2 separate regions of the Anser cygnoides genome follow, and region 1 is linked to region 2. The links are chromatin contacts, called in public Hi-C maps. All regions are on one chromosome and are shown on one strand. The core of a region is the stretch at or near the end of the contact, and the rest is flanking DNA. Distances in the headings are between cores, read along the strand shown. Region 1 overlaps LOC125183302 (a long non-coding RNA gene). Region 2 overlaps SRPK2 (SRSF protein kinase 2).

The links. A called contact is a pair of places that touch in the nucleus more often than the background predicts.
Region 1: a contact with region 2 is called in a Hi-C map of liver, with 2.4 times the contacts expected there. The contact joins two enhancer-like sites. A contact is called at or near these places in 2 of 7 Hi-C or Micro-C datasets (both in liver).

Annotation. Positions count from the first base shown.
Region 1 is chr1:15,095,069-15,097,768 of Taihu_goose_T2T_genome, forward strand. LOC125183302 (a long non-coding RNA gene) reads right to left here. Exons shown (of 3, transcript XR_007165098.2): 3 at 1-2,298. Among named protein-coding and RNA genes, the nearest start is that of NAMPT, 4.6 kb to the left of the region's middle. Within about 2 kb of position 1,388, at least 1 of the 3 cell types and tissues checked has open chromatin away from gene starts, as enhancers often do. A contact at or near this core is called in liver, where this site is marked.
Region 2 is chr1:14,508,653-14,511,352 of Taihu_goose_T2T_genome, forward strand. All of the region lies in intron 2 of SRPK2 (SRSF protein kinase 2), which reads right to left. Among named protein-coding and RNA genes, the nearest start is that of SRPK2, 64 kb to the right of the region's middle. Within about 2 kb of position 1,334, at least 3 of the 3 cell types and tissues checked have open chromatin away from gene starts, as enhancers often do. A contact at or near this core is called in liver, where this site is marked.

The sequences.
Region 1 (2,700 bases), core at 138-2,637, 590 kb after region 2:
CGCAGGACCTGGGGCAGCAAGATTCACGTCTCAGGATAACCAGCCTTCAAATGGTTATCGGGCTTTGTGGTTCCACATGTGGATCACAGAAAGTCAGGTTTTCTATATACCTTCCTAAGAGCTCCATCTCACTGTTAGGTCTTATCTTTGGAAGCAGATGTATGTCTTTCAGCTGGGGGCTGGATTGCTAGCCTTCCAGATATGCTGCCAGGCCTCTTGCCTTGGTTTTTGGAAGAGGTGATTTTCAGGTTCATAAGGCTAACCTCATTTCAGGTTATGATTATGCCTTTATTCAGCACATGAATATTTATTTCTTAACATGCAATGCATAACCCGTACTGAGGTTTTTGCTAGTTCTTCAGGGAGTAAAAGTTCAATCACTTTACTGCCCAGAGTAATGTGAAGGTGACATGACTTGAAAATGCTGCCACACAGATGTATGAATGCCACAGGATCCCCTGAAGTTTCTGAAGGTACTGAGATACTTGTCTGCTTCTGCATAGTCACTGTGGATCCACCACAGTCTGGCAGCTTTGGCTGAGTCCTGAGGCTCCCTCCACAACAGGCCGCTCAGGTGTCTCTGCCCTTTTTTGCCACTGCTCAAGATTCCTCACAAGTTAAGTGTTGTGCATGGATATTTGAGTGCATCTGCCTAGAACCAGCTTGGATCAAGACAGACCTTCCTGAGCCGGAGCTTGCTGGACCTGATGTCTCTCCATGAGTAAAGTTTCCTGTGCTGCACGTCTGAGTCTTCCTGATTTTGTAGTGTGGTTCAGATATACAGTGAATGGAGCTAGCTCGGTCAGTAAAGCTTACTCATCACATCCCAGATCACGTAAAAACGGCGCAGCCACTTCCAGATCTGAAACGACACTGAACGCTGTTTAACCTTGTTTGTGCAGCGCTGTACCTGAGCCGATGAACTTTGTATTAATAACCTCTGAGCTATACCGAGTCTGTCTATGGCACAATGTGCACCTGAAATCACCCTCCACAGCTAGTTAAATGTTATCTGTGGACTGTGGGAGGAAGGAAGGTAGCTGTCATGAATATTAGACTGGATCACCTGTGCTTTGCCGACACGTCAAGGTTCCCAAACATCCGAACAGCTCAGTTTCTTTTTCTTTTAAATCAAGTAAGCACAGAGTATTTTCTTTGCCTCCCAAACCAAATTTCCTCCACTTCATTAGAGTGCCCTGAGGCTCAGCTCGGGCAAATAGAGTTCATGTTAATTAATGCGTCTGGCTTTTACAGGAAGAAGAGTGAACTATTTCCAGTAAATTTATTTCAGGATTCAGAAATACTTCTAAACAGTTTCTTCAGCATTGTTTGGCCGATGGAGAATTTGTGCTGTTATGGTACAGTGTGAAGATTTTACAGTCATTTCTGTAGAATAACATTTGTAATTTAATCACTTTTTACTGCTCTGGAGTAAAACAATAAATTGTAAGTCCTCTGGAGCTGAGACCACTTCTAGTTCTGTGTTTGTTTGTTGCCTAATGTGGTGAGGACTGATTCAAACGAGAGCCTCTGCATTTCCACAATAGCAGCAACTGCAGTGTCCATGGAGTGTGACTGAGTTTTGTACGGTTTGGAGGGACAAGAGACCTCAAACAAAGCTATTCTTTTGTTGTGTATTTGAAAGAACCATTTTCAAAGAGAGTGAGCTGTCCAGTTGTGTGTCCAGGTAAGAATACATGGTTGACAACACCCAATGCGCCGTTGTGTTAGCAAAACATGCAAAGTTCAGCCGCTCTGCCACAGATATATCTGACCGCCAAAGGACAGTTGTCAGGTTTAGAAAGCCCAGAGATGACTTCTCAGTGATCCAGGTCTCCATGCTCATTCTAGCAAGGTGAAGGTTATATTTCTCTTTATTTTAGTTCTACATACTCAGGAAAAAAAAACCTGTATTACCTTAGAAACTCTGATTCCCCAAAATTTCTGGTTTTGTTGTATTGGCAACATGGAAGATTATATGTACGTGGTGATCACCCGGTTTCTGTAACATTCACGCTGGTTTTTCAGAAACACGAGATAAATCAACACATTTGTAAAATACAGGAGACAGCCCTGACACTTACCATTGTGCTTTAACCTGTCAGTTGTAGGAGTGGCGGTTTCACAGCTGGTGACATCAACCAGTCTCCTCACATGAACTTCAGCCTTGAACTGGGGTCGTGTTAACATACTCAGACACTTTCTGCTTAGGCATGATCCCGTAACAGGCAGCACTTCTCCAGTCAGTAGTCCAAGCTACCACTGATTTCAGTGAGCTCAAGATCTTGCATACTGTTTCTTTAAAGAGAAAAAATAATGAATAATTTATTTCTGCTCTCTAGAAGAATGGTATGGAGGGCAAGCAGTACTGAGCAGAGAGTATTCTGGCAAAAAATATCACAAGGCTACAAAATTTGTTGCACTGCATGTTTAAAGAAATGTGTGATTTTTTTTTTCTTGCACCCTTTCTAAATGGGAACAAGATCTCGCTCCTACTGTTCCTGAGGAGTGCAAATATTTAGATTATAAAGGGACCAGGACTGAGCCCCAAGTGATGTCCATTTTCATAACAGCTCATCACAGGCTTTAGGATTTGGCTATGGGAAAAATTAAAGCCCTTTCACGCAGTCAGCAAGGATATTTGTACCTGTGGCTGGAGCTGAGATACTGCATACGGATGCAGGGCTGTTCTGCTAAGTC
Region 2 (2,700 bases), core at 84-2,583:
TATGACAGGGGAAGCTGTCTGCGAGTCCTTCATCATCTTTTGCGGCCTTTTACTGGACCTGCTCCAGTTCATCCCTCTCTTTCTCCCTCCCACATGTCTCACCAGGACGGCAGAGAGGGGAAGAATCACCTCCCTTGGCCTGCTGGCAGCGCTCGGCCTCATTGCTGGCTCCCGTTCAGCTTGCTGTCCGTCAGGTCCTTTTCTGCCAAGCTGCTTTCCAGCTGGTGGGCCCCCAGCCTTTACCGGTGCCTAGGGCTGTTCCCACCCAGGTGCAGGACTCGGCCTTTCCCTGGGTTGAACTGCACGAGGTACATTTCTCCAGGCAGCACAGCCAGCCGGGGCACCAGGCACTGCTCCCGGAGTTGTTTTGTCTGCAAACTCACTGCGGGTGCACTTTGTTCCATCACCCTGGTCACCAACAAAGATGTTAAACAGTCCTGGCCCCAGGAAAGGGCGACCGCTGGAGTACTGGGTGGTGACTGGCCTCCAGCTGGACACCGTGACACTGCTCACAGCCCTGTAAGCCCAACAGTTCAGCCAGATCTCACTCCTCCTCACCTGGCCCATACTTCATCAGTTTGTCTATCAGGATGTTATGGCAAACGGTATCACAAGTCTAGCAAATGCCAAGATAAACAAGAGACACCAGTAGTGTTTTATCATTGTTAAATACAATTTAAGCCCCTAACATTTCCGTCTTTCCAATTGGACCATTTTTTTTCCTATGTCTGAATAAATCCTATTATTCCACTTGTTAACTCTGTTATAAGCTAACATACCTAGATTATTATAAAACCTTTGTCAAAGAAAAAAAAACATATATACAGAAGTACATGAAGTATTACCGTATTTTCACGTCTGTAACTTTCACTTCACATAATCCCTATCTCCTTCGATGTATCGGTACTTAGAAATAAACTTTAAAAAAGCACAAAATCAAACACGGGATAACAAAGCAAACAGCCTGCAGAGGACTGGGAGCAGATGGTATCTGAATACAAGGAGTGGACAACAAGAACAAGGCCTGAGGCAGGGAGCGAAGGGAAAGCTCTGAGATAAAACTCCACTGCAAACGAATCTCAGATTTCTTCTTACAGGCAACGACATACGCATGAACTGCTGGTCATGGACAAAACAGCTATGTCTTAGAAGAGGCTGAGGGAGGCAGGAAGCTGTGCGAGTCACAGAAGCCTCCAGGAGCCAAGGAAGGAAATGCATGCCTGCGTGTCAGTCAGATCCAGCCGACTCACAAAGGCTTGGTCCAACCGAGCAGGCTGCCCAAGCATCATGTGGTAACCTACAGCCAGCCTGCCTGTACAAGAAAAAGCGGTGATTTAGAAGAAAAACAAACAAACGCGCACAGAATGGGTTAGATCTAAAGAATCTTGCTCCGGAGAAGCCCAGGGAAGAGCTGGCAGAAGCCTGGGAAGTGGCAAACAGAGATCCTAAAGCAGCTCCCACCTGTCCACGGGAAAGGCCTGGGCAGAGCTATTTGCAGTAAAGGGCAGGAGTCTTGAGATGCCATGCAACGTGACCTGTGAGGAAACCGCAGAGTCCAGCGAGCAAATAATGGTATTACAGGCTGCATAGAGGCTTCTTTGGAAAGTTATATTTTAAGTCTGCCATTGTTATCCGAAAAAATTGATGGCTGTGATCACGCTACGCTCTAAATAATTCTGCACTTGGCTGCGATCAGGGCGGAAGGTTGGGCTGAATACCTTTCTTTTTGGTCCAAGTAGAAAAGCAACATCAGCTCTTTTATGTAACAGCTGTAAATAAACTGAAAAACACCGTCCAAAGCACTGACGCATCACATCCAGGCAGACTGTAAGGTGTGTGCATTAAAGAATTTTCTAAATATCAATTATGAAATTAAAGGAGTTGGGAAAAACTGCTCGCAGTTACAGATGCCTCTGTGTAGCAGGCAGAAAAAAACACAGTAAAAATACTCTGCCTGTGTGATCTCAGGAAGGAGAGTCGTGTGGTTTTTTCATTTAGTATTTCTTTTTTTCCCCCCCCCCCCCCCCCCCCAAGTACAGCACTTGCTAGACAGGCAGACTTGAAAACATCAGCAAAATAGCTGCCTGTTGCACTTTGTTTCTACTCTGCTCAAGCAAACAGAGCTCTGTTTACATTCTTTGTAAATAAACAGGGCTGTGCACACACAAAAATCTCACAACCCTCAAATCACATAATCTATTTTTCTTCCTGAGAGAAGCAACTTGGCAAAGCCTCAAGTACTAGCTAGCTTTTGGGCTCTTATATTAGAAAAAATACATGCCAGGTTTTCTGAATACAGATGTCAGATAGCCAAATATTGGCTAATGTGTGGTGTGGGTCTGTTTTTGTTGGTTTTTTGGTTTTTTTTTTTTGCCTGTTCAGCTACCCTGTAATGGAATTGGGCAATCTGCAGGTCTTGCAGGTCAAATTAACAATAGCCTTCCTGTCCACCTTAGAGACACCACTCCTCTTCTAAACAAGGATATGCGTTTGTTTGTTTTTCAGCTGGCACAAGAAATAATTTTTAATTGTTACTATCAGATAGCTCTTTTCTTTTCTGGACCAGGAGGAGCAGAGGCAGGATGGCCAGTCTGAGCTGGATTATGCCCCAGAACACCTTACCTATTATTATATAACTCTGCACTACCTTACCTCAAGTGGGTTTTGCAACAAGCACAGAAGACAAGTTTGGTGGAGTAA